Regions from separate parts of the Zea mays genome. Here region 2 is linked to region 1. The links are chromatin contacts, called in public Hi-C maps. All regions are on one chromosome and are shown on one strand. Each heading gives the region's core, a stretch centred on a gene start, on an enhancer-like site or on the middle of the called end of the contact. The rest is flanking DNA. Distances are from core to core; before and after follow the strand shown. Region 1 holds the start of LOC100276930. Region 2 holds the start of LOC100285016.

Region 1 (6,869 bases), core at 2,011-4,510:
AAACAATAAAAATCTGAACTGCTCTATGGTGAGAGTATAGTGAATCTAATCTCTATTTTTTATTAGAAAGTGGGAGAAAAAAAAACTTACTTCCCACCCCTCCTAGCCTGCTCCCCACTCTAATCCCTCAGGAATCAATTTACAACCTATCTACCAAATGGTTTTAGTCAAATAGATTCATTTCTGTTAAAGAATCATTTGAAATCACTCTATTAGAGAATCGACTCTCGGAGCTAGAGAACCATGGAGCAGAGCTTTGGCAAACAAGCCTAAACGGTTTGCGTTGTATCTCGGAGCTTCTGTCCTGATTCTATCTTTATATCTTTCAAGCTACTCTAATTTCTTTTTTTTTCTTTGCGCTGTATACGATGCAGTTAGGCCATATTTGGTTTCTTTAGTCTAGGGACTAAAGTTTAGTTAGGAGACTAAAGTTTAGTCCCTAACATATTTGGTTCTAGGGGCTAAAAATAATAAAAATATACTAAATGACTTATAAAAAGACTAAAATGGCCTTTAACATTCTCATGCTATTAGTACAATTGAACTAAATAAGGGGTAAATATGGAATTAATATGATTTAGTCCCTTTTAGCACATATGTGAAGAACTAAAGACTAAATCATTTTAGTCCATATTTTCGTCCTAGTGTTTGGCAAAAAAGGGACTAAATGAGACTGAAAACTAGAGACTAATCATTAATCCCTCTAACCAAACACCATCTTAAGCACTTCAAAATTGGTGCAAGTTGCAGGTGCTACTATTTACTAGGGCTTCGGCTTTTGATTCTATAGCTGTCCTGGAGAATGGGCTAGATCCTGTAGCTCGGGCCCTTGACATTCTTCTGAGCGTATCTATGTTTCAATTAAGATAGGGAAAGACTTTATGTACATGTTTAAATTAAAAACGCTCTTAGAACAGGGTATCATGCAGCACATAGGTGCAATAAACAAAAAATACTCTTAAGTTTCTATACTTCCTATGTCAATGCCCTTTTTTGCTGCTTGATGTCCTTTTCGCTCTAAAGGCAATTTGTGCTACCGTTTCAATTGATGCCCTTTTCTAATTGTATCTAGTCTTTTAATTGATGAAAAGTAGCATATTCTTCGGCCAGCGTTGTGAGCTATTAGATTTTCATCTACAAGCTAGAAAAAAGTCAACTAATACATATTAGAGAAAAATTGCAAAAATCAACTTATGAGGCATTTTTCCAAGTACTACGCTAAACTATGTTAATTATTTAGACTCCCTTTGAAGGCAGGGATTTCAGAGGAATCCTATAGAAATTTCACAGGAAACAAGAAAAATTCTCGCATTCCAAATGGGGTCTAATGGTTGAATATTTGTTTATGCTCGTAGCATCAGACAACAGTAGACAAAAGAGGTGCTCCATGCACGATTAACTGTAGGACCACTCTAGAGGATTACATGGGTCCAGGCATCAACTATATTGGTTGGCCAATGTCGATAATTATGTACTATATAAATCACCAGTTTCTATGGTTCTATCATCGTCACTTTTGCAAAAACCCCCTTATATTTATTTGTAATCAACCTACTAGTTTCCACTGTTATAGCTTTATGCAAAAATAAGGTAAAATTATGTATAAGTTGGGGTTTAAACCTTGGTTGTCGGCTCTATATTCATACCCAGCAACAGAACACACATATAAACAAAATCTACCTATGTGATATATAGAAATCGTAGTAATGCACAGACATCTGATTAGTTATGACTAAATTGAGTGTGAAGTTTAGTTACTAACAAGCTTGCCCTTTTATTTTTTCTTTTGTGGATTTACTTCTTTCTACTCTATATAATAGGCTTACATGTCAACCACTTTGTCCTAAATGATTGTGCCATGTAGCTATTGAGAAAAGAGATTTGGATCCCACACTAACAAGAATTAGCATGCTCATGATTGACACGATATTGAAGGCAACCAAGTAGCGGACTGAAAAATTAATCAAGATCGATTAAGTCAATGCTGATCCTATTCTTATCTGGTAGACTTCCGAACACTTCTCGAGAAGACCCGTCAAGGAGCATGTGAAGGTTGTCCTAGAATTGACAATACCACCTAGAATGTCGCTAAATTTCACCAAGATATGTGATGAATAATGAGATAGAGACAAAAAAGGATAAAATAGATATTGAATGTATTTTTGATCGATTGGACATTGCATCCCTCAATCGATCGTGGTCCTCTCATATATATAGAGGGGGTGATCTTGTCCTTGTAGAAAACAACTCCAAAACACGTTCTTCAAGTTTCCTATGCCTAAATTTGATTTAGAAACGATTATAAACACTAGGTCTATGAAGACAATATTGTAAATTTCTTCTTTGCGGCATTGTTGAATCTCCATCCTTCGGAAACATAGTAGGTGCAAGAGAACTTCAGTTACAATTGAATATATATGAATCAGTAGTGGACAATAGAGAATTTAAACACTTGGCTAGGGATTTTGGTTTGATGGCCTAACTTGTTTTTAGAAGTCAAAGAGTATATCTTTGGTACTCTCCAATAAGGGAAAATGCACCTAAATTGGAGATTAAGGATGAATGTCATAAACTAGCAATGTTGGTTCCCTTTTGCCAATATTACCATGACCATCTCTTAGGCACGCTTAATTGCTACTTGTCATGTTGCTTCTCGTGTGTCTGTTTTCTTTTTTTAGCACTTTGGCATATATTTCTTTTTACAATGGTGGTCCACTGGTTGCTATTTGGTTCAAAGCTATATAGTACAATGCCCGTAAGTTGTGACAACACATAAATATCCCGATAAAATATTAGCGCACAACGATTTCATAAAAGCGAGCAATACATATATGATCGATCTTAAATTCTTTGCCAAATGATCAATACAGACTAAACTTGTCATTTAGAGTGCCTCCTCCTCTCTCGTGTGCTTGTTAGACAAGACGTGTAGGAAAATAGATCTACACGCTTCTCGCGAGACGTACGATGGAACTCGTTTTTTAAAAGAGTAGAGATTTCTACATAGCAGTCAAATTTAATCATCAATATAAATAATTATTATTTATTAAGATTTTAAATAATAATCTTTATTACTATCATTGAATAAGTTTTTTATCGTACTTAAATGCTAGAGTAGATCCCACCCCCAAAGACGTCGGTAAGTCATGCTGAATGACTGACCTGAGCAACCTGCTCTTTTTGCCTAATTATACCAAAAACCTGCCTACCTTTGCCGGCCAGGCGCCGTTTTATGCCGGGGCCATCCCTGCGGCAGCCCACCTGTCAGGCGAGCCCCTCTCTCGGGAATCCTCCCAAAATTCCCCAATTCACAGGCTGCCTCGCAGCCGCAGGCCACCTTCGCGCGCCCACGTCGCCGCCATACCATACCCGCCGGCAGCCGCCCCGTCTTAAGATTTCCCTCCTCTCGTCTCATCGCTCGCTGTCCCTCAGAGACCCGACAGCCAGCATACTCCTCCCTCCCGCAACTGCTACCTTTGCACCGTGGGAGCTTCCCGTTTCTTGGATCTCTGGACGGCCGGCGCTGGGCATGATGGATGGAGGCCAAGATGGCCCGGAAAGCTCAGGTGATTTTAAGTCTTCAACGCTAGCTCGTAGCTTTAAATTAATGTGTTTTTTTTTCAAGAGTAAAGATGAGTGCCTGGCCAATTTGTCTATGCAATGCACAAGTTAAGGCTCACAGCTTGCACGGCTGAGTTTGTTTATGTACTGCAGCTTACTAATATCTGAAACATAGCCTGGAGACTTTTCGTTGGCACTACCGTTCCGTGAGAATTGGTTTGACTTATTTGTGCTGCCAGCTTAAACAGGCGACCGTCCTGTTCTCTGCATGGTAGAGTCATATTTTATTCTGTCTTAAATGATTATCTGGAAGCCGACAAGTTCTGAATTCTTATTTAGTAACTGATGTACGAAGGAACGATTTTTCTTATATCTCGTTGCTGTAGCCACTTTGAGTCGTTTTTGTGATATGCACCAATCAGATGTAGCAAGAATTGTGTTATCAACCTTTTTTTCATATGCCTTTTTATTAATTATTAACTGCGGATCATCTGCCACATTTAATGAATTTTGAAACATGAACTAGTACAGGATTGCAAATTGGTAGTGTTCATTTTCTGATGAATAGTTATTTACCTGCTCTTAGCTGTGTTCATGTATATTTCTGATTGACATTTTCCATCTTAGGCAGTCGACATAAGCATGGAAAGAATCCAGATTAAATAAGCAAGGCCTCTAGGTGTTTAAAAGAAATCTATGTATGGACTATGGAGTCATTTTTCCTGAAGCAATGACAGATCACACAAACCGAGCTGATCTTGTTTGAACACAAGTTCAACTTCTAAAGGATGCCCTAAGCTAAAAGCAAAACTGTTTACAGATTCCTGAAGGATGAAACCCAGTATTTGAAGTGTGAGTGAGATGAGTTATATACTAACGTTTTCAATGTAATGAAGTTGATGAATTTTATTTGTTGTAGGTAACTAGTAGTCTATTGCGAAAGCGTCTCTAGCGTAATGGTTAAGGCTTCCGAGTAGCACCTTTAGATCCTGGGTTCGATCTCACTCGGGGGCGAATTTTGGGCTTGGTTAAAAAAAATTCCCTCGTTGTGCGCTGCGTGCTCCCGGGTTACGTCCTACGCGCCACCCTCCGGTTGGGTCGTTGCAGAGTGGGCGGTGACGGTCCGCTAGTGATGGGGCCAGGGTTCTGGGATTTTCTCGGCCAGGACCATGTTCCCTCGTTGTGCGCCGCGTGCTCCCGGGTTACGTCCTACGCGCCACCCTCCGGTTGGGCCGTTGCAGAGTGGACGGTGACGGTCCGCTAGTGATGGGGCCAGGGCTCTGGGATTTTCTCGGTCTGGACCATGTTTCTGTCTTTTTTTAATATAATGTCGGGAGGGCGGTCTTTCCCTCCCCGGACGAGTTTTTTAACTATTAGTCTATTGCTTAGCTGATGTAAGGTATTCAGTTAGGTCTCGTATAATACCACATAAAGATGTTTCCACTGCCAATTAAGAAGTCCCCAATTGATATGACACTAACTTGCATGACAATTGAGAGAACACCTGTACCTAAATAAAGTCTTTCTTTCCTCATAGGAATCTAGTGAATATTGTAATGTCATGTTTCGTGGGAAAGTTATATTGAAGAAAAGATCTAGATGGATTTATAATTTCCTCAATTTATTAGGGGTGATTGCCTCGTGCCTATGGACATAAAAATTTGGTCTTGCTGCTAGCTGCCTCTACTATTGTGAATTATTCATTTACTTGTTATGAATATCAACTGTTTTTTTATCTTGAACACACAGGAGAGCTGCATCCTTATAGTTCAACTATTTTTTATGGTCTTTTTTTTTTGCTTTCTGGGTGTGACACGTGTTACTAACTGCCTCTACATCTGTGCAGTATTTCTAATGAATTTCAGTTGTTGCTGCTAGTTTTTGCTAAGCGTGGTTGACCTATTTCTATTGACAAGGTGGCTGCAAAGATGAATTGAACTCTTGTTACTTACTTTCATCATTTTTTATTCATGCAGATCACAACATGGACCTAGAAGAAGGCAATGTCACCATTAGGGTCAAAAGGGCAAAAGCAACAAATTGGCCCAGGGTGATGTCAAAGTTTTTGCTTGATTGGTACCTTGAGAAGAAGAAGGGAATGCCACCCAAGACCAAGTTCAAGAAGATCCACCACGTTTGGTGCACATCTGCTGTAAATACTAAATTCAGAACAACTTACTCTGTTGATCAGGTGCATCGCCATTTTAGACGTTTCAAGGAGATCTGGATCATTGTGACTCGGTATGTCAATGAGACTGGGAGCAGGTTTAACAATAAACACAAAATGCTTATACTTCCTCCTGCCACTATGGCTAGTTTACCAGTAAGTATTGTCTCATAAGAAAGGACAAGTATTTTGCATTGTTTCCTCACTATGCTAATGAATATGTTTCTCTAACAGGTAGCTGAGCGTGCTATTCTTGTTAAACCCATTCCATTCTTCGACCATCTGCTACATCTCTTCAATGATGGCCAGCTGGATGCAGAGTGCATGAGAGACCCTATCATGACTGACGATTCTAATGAGGAATTGGAGGCCCAGATTGCGTTGAACATTATTGCCTCAGGTGCAGATACAAGGGACCAAGATGGGGAAGACCTAGATAATATAGGATTGGAGGGTGAAGATAACCATCATGAGGTTGCAGCAAGTAGTGGTGAGGTGCCTTGTGAAGTGATGTCTGATACTAGTCCACCATCCGCGCAGCCATCCGGGTCCTTTGCTGAGAGCACAATGGCTGCTCTGAAGCCTAGAGCAAAGAAGATGAAGATCATCAGCAAAACGAAACTAAGTCCAAAGGCGCAGGCTGCTCTGCCACGTGATGGAAGAAGGAACGTGGATGCATTGAACAGCACCTTAGTAGGGATCCATGACAGTGCTCGAAAACCTATTCGGGCAGCGCCAACATCAGACCCGAATGCTCCTCTGTGGAACATGCTAAAAGAGATTCCACTGACTCAACCTGATAGGCTATCTGTAGGGATGTATCTTTGTAAGCCAGAGTCTGAAGTGCATCGAAGCTTTTTCATGAACATGGGCAAGGAGTACCTTGAAGCATGGGCCCGTAAGTTCTTGGCTGGAGAGGAGCATGGAACCGTATAGTTTGATAGCTGAATCCAGATTGAGCTTATTCCCTGAAGCGGCGCATAGACTGTCGTTTGTCAGGCCTTGTTATTGCTGCCAGTTTATGTTCTATAATTGATGCATATATATATGTTGTGCTTGAACAGTTGGTAAATACCATTTTTGTTAGCTGTTATGTAACTTAAAATGTGTGGCCAAGTTAGTTCGCCTTTCGGCCTTGTAA
Region 2 (6,869 bases), core at 2,220-4,719, 290 kb before region 1:
ACAGATTTGATTGGAGCGCAACTACCACAAACGCACACATTACGGATTGAAGATTTTTGTTTACACGAGAAACAGAAGCTCCGGGCTTGAGATATATACATACATATATACTCGTACACACAGCAAAACGCTGGCTCGTGAGAACGACCGACCACCAACCCCCCGCTCGAGGCTCAAACCATCCGGCCGGCGACACTGTTTTGATGTTTTCTTCCCCTGTAATGTACGTACTTTGTAGCTTCCGTGGACGCTACTTCTACTACGTACCGAATGTGCTCGCGATGGGCATGGGCGTCGGTCGGACTGAAGCGTCGTCCATTCGACATGGATGGGATCGATGGGGAGGGAGCCGTCGGCGTTACGAAACCACCACACGCACCGAACCCTCTTCGGCAACGGCAAACCACGCCTGCCTTTGCCGCGTCGCTACTCCACTAGTGTTGTCGTCACTAATACCAAACCTTCTCGCCAGCGTCAGGCTATAGCTTGCTTGACCACGAAAGCGACTCGTCGCGATAACACTGCCAAATCCTACAACACATTTATTTAATTATTTAATTATTTATTTTAAAAACGTTCACATTTAAATTTTTTATTTTTATTTTAATGCGGACGAAGGACCTGACCATCCCACTGCTCAGTGCTCTCTGCTCCGCACGTGGTACCTACCAGCTAGCTGGCTTTGACACCGACGACATCCCCATTCCCCAAACGGCGAAGAGACGGGTGGTGTGGTCGTCAATGCGGACGCTCTATACGCCTCAACGTCTGCGTGCGTGCTCTCTTCACCGGACGCTCGAATTGTGCGCCAAATTTACCGAATTCGTAAGGAAAGTCGTTACGACTTTGCAGAGGAGCCCTAGAAATCGACCTGGCCAATGGACACGGTCACAGAACTATGCTCGGCGGTCACCAAATTCATCGTAAAGACACAGCATTAAAGGTTCCAGATTTTTTTTCATGTTTTCTATGTTGTTTTTTCGGTTCTAAAATTCATACATTTCAAATGGGTCTAATAGATTTTTTTTTACACGTAGGAAGCTACAAACTCACTGCTTGCAGAGAAGATAAAAAAAACGTAGTGGTTTCATCGACTAAAAACGAAACAACTCCACGCTATAATATCCGGGTACCGAACAGGCTTTGCACACATCAACCAGCGTCCAACATCAAAGCGGAAGCCACATCTTCACGCGCTAAAATTAGAGGGCTCTCTGTATGCAGTATGTAACCATTACTGCGTTTTTTTCTTCCTTTGAGACTTAAGCTCACATGTCTTGTAGTTCATGTATATACTAGACAGAAAAAAAATGCTGAACACTATATTACAAATACAATCTTATTATGGTATTTAGGGGCAGACTAGTTGGTGGCTTCCCACCGACTCCAGTTTTGATCCTTTCTCCGATCAAAGCCCCCAAAGAACAACAGGCAAGAAGAAAAGAAAAATGCCATGTACTTGCACCCGACACCAACAAAAGAGAACAAGACATCCAACGGAAATAAGGAATCCAATACCAATCCCACTATTGCCAACTACTATCTAGCTGTGTCTATCTGTCCCCCGCCCATACCTCTCCTTCTGTTCTTCACCTCACCTGGCTCTAGCTGGCTGCCTGCCTGCCTGTGCAGTATGTACAACACTTTATTATCATGTTTTTTCCTTTCTTATCTTTTTCTCTCTTTATATTAGTAGTTTATTGCTTCGGTTTTTTTTTCTAGATGACCACTCGTCCTAAGGCAGCAATGTGATTAGTAATTGTAATACCAACTAATAATTACCACAGTAACTGAGAGGAGAAAAAAAAACAAGAAACCCATGAACAAACGGGAGGCCGGCGGAGACGACGGCGGCTGGTGAACGCAGGACGAGGCGGGGCGCTAGTTCATGTCCACCATGGCGTCGTGGAAGCGCGAGACGCGGTCGGGCGTCACGCACTGCGTGATGAGCCTCGCCCCTGGCTTGTGGGCCCATGGCTTGACGAGGATGCACGTGGCGATGTAGTCCAGGTTCGTCAGCGGTACCACGTGGGCTGGCGGGCCCCACCCGTAGTCCACCTCCGCGAAGCCGAGGCGCGTCCAATCCGACACCAGCAGCGTCCGGTAGTCGGAGGTGATCTGGTAGGGGTCCACGCCGTCGGCGCCCTCCTCCCCCGCCGCCCACCGCGCGAACTCCAACGGCAGCCGCTTCTTCCCCTCCCTGATGATCTTCACCACGTCGGTGACGGACGACGAGGACACCTTGTCGGCCGTGGACGCGACGCGCATGATGTAGTAGCAGTTGCCGTAGAAGCCGGCGCCGCCCCGCGGGAGGCGGGCGCCGAGGAGCGGGCGCGCGTTCATGGCGAAGCAGAGCTGCACGGGGGTGTCGGGGTCCTCGAACCCCGCGGCGCGGGTGCGGCTCTGCCACGCCTTGGCGATGAGGACCTCGAAGGCCGAGCAGCGGCCCCCGCCCGTGGCCGCCGCGAACTGGGACTTGAAGTGGTCGATGTAGTCGGCGGAGATGTCGATGGCCAGGTACTCGAGGCGCTTGGCGCCCGTGGGCTCGGGGAGGCTGCCGACCAGCGCGCCCGACGGGTCTGGGATGGCGTCGCGGGCCCAGGTGGGCGCCACGGAGACCTGGTCCGCCCCGCGCGCCAGCTCCCCCACCGCGCCCATGAACTTGGCCGCGCCGAGCCCGTCCGCCACCGCGTGGCTGAAGCGGAAGCCCACCACGAAGCCGCCGCACGCGAACGCCGTCACCTGCACGTACGCGTCGGGGCAGCGGTCTGAGAGCTGAGAATCCCAAATCCACGGCGAAGCAACGCAATCCCACACAATGCAGCTGGAATCAACCGACCGGACGAGGCCTCTGCGGGCGTGCGTACCTGGACGAGCAGGATGAGCTTGCTCTCCTCCTCGTGGCTGGGCCTCGGCAGCGGGTGCGGGAGCAGCTCGTCCTTGGGGATCTGGAGCGGGTACTCGAGGTAGTCGACGTCCTCCAGGCGGCACCGTACGGCGGCCTCGATGAACCAGACGCCCTCAGCGCTGCAGTCGACGTGCAGGCCCCCGGCGCTGTCGGACACGGCGAGGCGGCCGGCGAGCGGGTAGTAGTCGACCAGCGCCCGTGCGAGGGCCCGCTCGATGGTCTCCGCGGGGCTGAGCCCGTCACGCGCCGGGTCGGGCTTGAAGACGTGCAGCGACTCGATGAGCGCCATCTGCGTCGGGTACCGGTCCAGCCACGACAGGCGGTGGGGGGCAGTGGGGGTGGGCTCCGCCGGCGGCACCAGGCGCTGCGCCAGCCGCTCCACCGTCTTCGCGGCCGCTGCCGACTCCATAGCTCACCGCCTCACCGGAAGGAGAGGGAGAGGAGAGGGGCGGAGGGTCTCTCTCCCTCGTTTCCCTTGGCCCGGAGGGATTTGGCCTTCCGGAGAAGGTTGGTAGTTGTGGGTGGGGTGTGTGCTGTCCTGTGACTTTCAAGTTGAGCGTTGGTTCCTGTGCTTGGTGAGGTGCTGCTTTATATAGATGCTTGAGTTCCGGAGTGGATCAGCGGCGCGGGGCTCCGAGGGCAGGGGCGGCTTGAGTGCTTGACGCAGGCACGATGGTGGCGGGCGGGCGGGCGGGCGGACGCCGGACGGAAACGTAGACAGGGTGCCAGACTGCCAGAGGCAGGAGTCGCAGCCCTGCAGAGCGGCGGCGGTGCGCGATGGCCGATGGCAGTAGGAACTAGGAAAGGAAGGGTGCGCCTGCGCGAGCGTGTCGACGACGACGTGAGTCACATGGATCAGGTCCACGGGCCCCTATGGCCGCACGCCCACGGCCCGTTTCCATTTATTTTATTTATTTTTAAAAATATATTTGTCTTACTGTATTCCGTTTATACGTTCCATACTTTCCTGCAGCGACCACCAGGTCACTGCAACGTGAAGTGCATCAATGGTGTCGGTCAAATCAAGAGCTCCGTTTCTTTCGCCAACGCACAACATGCATGATCATATTTTTTTTGGCTATTACATGGTTACCCCTATCTGGAGATGTGATTTCGTTTTTACTCCGTTTTTAAAGTTGGTATGTATTTTATTTTTTCAAAACGAACACATAGTTTGTCTCTTAACACTACTGAATTCAGCTAATTCAGCCCGTAACACTACTGATTTTTTTTCGAAACGAACACATAGATTTTTTGGCTATTTTTTTCACTTTTATCTCTCGTTTTTAGGATGAAAACGGTCGATAAACACTAAAACTACCACGTCGATTCCGATAGAAAATTCCGAAAACCGATTCCGTTTTCAAAAAATACTGTTACCGGTGAATCCGATCGAAAAATTTCGAAATCGGTTTTCGTAATTCCAAAAAATTCCAAAACCGTTTTCATCCCTACTCTTTTTATCAACAATTTGTAAAATTGCTCTCACGTTATTATAAAAGTTTGAAATATGATTGTGATATAAGTCCCAATTTTAAAAATTAATAATTTATTTTTTAAATTAAAAGTATTTCGAAATTAATGAAAATAAATTGAATTTGACATTATTTTTTGACAAAAGTGACAACGTTTATTTATAATTTTGAAAATAATTTAAGTATAATTTATTTTCAAAACTATAATTAAAATATTGTCAAAAAATAATATCAAATTTAATTTATTTTCAATAATTAAAATAGTGTTAAATTTAAAGTTGAAATGTTTATTTTTAAAATTTATGATCATATTTATGTTGCAATTATATTTTAAACTATTTATTATATCAAAGAGAGAGTAAATTTGTAAAATCTCTATTATATTAAAACACCAGTTTTAATGGTCAACTTGCGTTAATATTTCAAAAAAAACTATACTTCTTTAGAATCAACCTGTACTCTTATAATCCCTTCTCTAGGAGAGTTTCATGTGTCATGGTTTTCGCGTGTTGTTCCCATCCAGTGACCGTCGTACATCATTGTGCTTCCCTGCATCTCTAAAACGAACTCTCGCGCATGTCACACGAAGAAACCGCCTTCGCACGCCATGCGCCTTCCTACGCTCGCTGTCGCAACCTCGGAGCGCGGCGTGAGGATAAGCCCCTGCAAACTCCATGCCGAGCAATGCGAGGATAGACCCCGTGAACTTCGCGTCAAGTGACCCGCCACGCCGCAACCTCCAATAGCGTGCCTGCCACAACTATCGTCGCTATAAATTTCTAGCCTCTAGCTCTCCGCGTCAGCGCAACGAAAATGGTTACCACCAGCAGCAAGGCTAGGATATCCCGAGGTGGCGGGCTCTTCAGAGACCTGTGTCGTCAGTCTAGTGTTGCGTTCGACTGCTTGCCATGACACGTCGAGGTCGGACGAGGACGACGGAGACATGTTGGTTGGTGGTTGCGGCCACGGGCCCCTCGCTATGGCACTGGCGATAAGGAGGCTGTAGTGGAGCAGCGTGGCGCGGGTGTCGCTTCGCGTAGGGAGGCGCTATCCGCTCTACATCGCGCCCCATTGTTCCATGGTAGTTAAGGTACCCGTACCACCAACTCTCTGACTCTGACGATCAATCAATATGCTTAGGCCGAGGAGGTCTCAATTGGTAGTTGTAGATGGAGTGCTGGCGATACTGATGCGAACGGAGCTTCGGAGTCAGATTGGTGCGTATGGGGGTGAGCGAGCGGCTGCTTGCTTGCTCGTTTCTAAATTGATGGAGCGGGGAATTGAGATGTCCGTGTTTATGGCGGTAACTGCGGCCATGAGGATGCATGTCATGTATTTGTGGAATTGCGGCAACCTTCACTGAGTCTGGGAGAGATACTTCTATGGCCGTGATCTGAAGAAGGTTCTCAAAGCATGGACATCTTTTAGCTTTGTTGGATGATTCTAACTTACATATGTTTCCATTTCAATATTAATCTTATTCTATTAACAACATATTTTCTTAAGTGACATCAAGTTTAGCTTCACAAATATTGTCGGGGACCATAATTAGGGGTACCCTCAAGACGCCTAATTCTCAGCTGGTAACCCCCATCAGCATAAAGCTGCAGAGGCCTGATGGATGCGATTAAGTCAGGGATCAGTCCATACGAGCGACTCGATCACGCCTCGCCCGAGCCTAGCCTCGGGCAAGGGCAGCCGAGGCTTTAACGGCGGACACATCTCCGGCTCGCCCGAGGCCTTGCCTTCGCTAAGAAGCAACCCTGACTAAATCGCCGCACCGACCGACCGAGTCGCAGGAGCATTTAACGCAAAGGTGGCCTGACACCTTTATCCTGACGCGCGCCCCCCGGCAGAGCCGAAGTGACCGCCGTCACTTCGCCGCTCCACTGACCGGTCTGACAGAAGGACAGCGCCGCCTGCGCCACTCCGACTGCAGTGCCACTTGACAGAGTGAGACTGACAGGCAGTCAGGCCTTGCCAAAGGCGCCATAGGAAACTCCGCTCCGCCCGACCTAGGGCTCGGACTCGAGCTAAGCCCCGGAAGACGGCGAACTCCGCTCCGCCCGACCTAGGGCTCGGACTCGGGCTAAGCCCCGGAAGACGGCGAACTCCGCTCCGCCCGACCCAGGGCTCGGACTCGGGCTAGGCCCCGGAAGACGGCGAACTCCGCTCCGCCCGACCCAGGGCTCGGACTCGGGCTACGCCCCGGAAGACGGCGAACTCCGCTCCGCCCGACCCAGGGCTCGGACTCGGGCTAGGCCCCGGAAGACGGCGAACTCCGCTCCGCCCGACCCAGGGCTCGGACTCGGGCTAAGCCCCAGAAGACGGCGAACTCCGCTCCGCCCGACCCAGGGCTCGGACTCGGGCTAAGCCCCGGAAGACGGCGAACTCCGCTCCGCCCGACCCAGGGCTCGGACTCGGGCTCAGCCCCAGAAGACGACGAACTCCACTTCACCCGACCCCAGGGCTCGGACTCCGCCCTG

The links. A called contact is a pair of places that touch in the nucleus more often than the background predicts.
Region 2: a Hi-C map of tassel shows a contact between it and region 1, with 4 times the contacts expected there. The contact joins the promoter of LOC100285016 here to the promoter of LOC100276930 in region 1. A contact is called at or near these places in 4 of 25 Hi-C or Micro-C datasets (ear, endosperm, leaf and 1 more).

The regions. Positions count from the first base shown.
Region 1 is chr6:138,575,679-138,582,547 of Zm-B73-REFERENCE-NAM-5.0, reverse strand. It overlaps LOC100276930, which reads left to right and starts at 3,260. Exons shown (of 3, transcript NM_001150623.2): 1 at 3,260-3,566; 2 at 5,538-5,884; 3 at 5,963-6,869. The coding sequence starts at 3,530. The coding sequence ends at 6,664.
Region 2 is chr6:138,869,431-138,876,299 of Zm-B73-REFERENCE-NAM-5.0, reverse strand. LOC100285016 reads right to left here and starts at 3,469. Exons shown (of 2, transcript NM_001157911.2): 1 at 2,868-3,469; 2 at 1,205-2,742. The coding sequence starts at 3,317. The coding sequence ends at 1,882.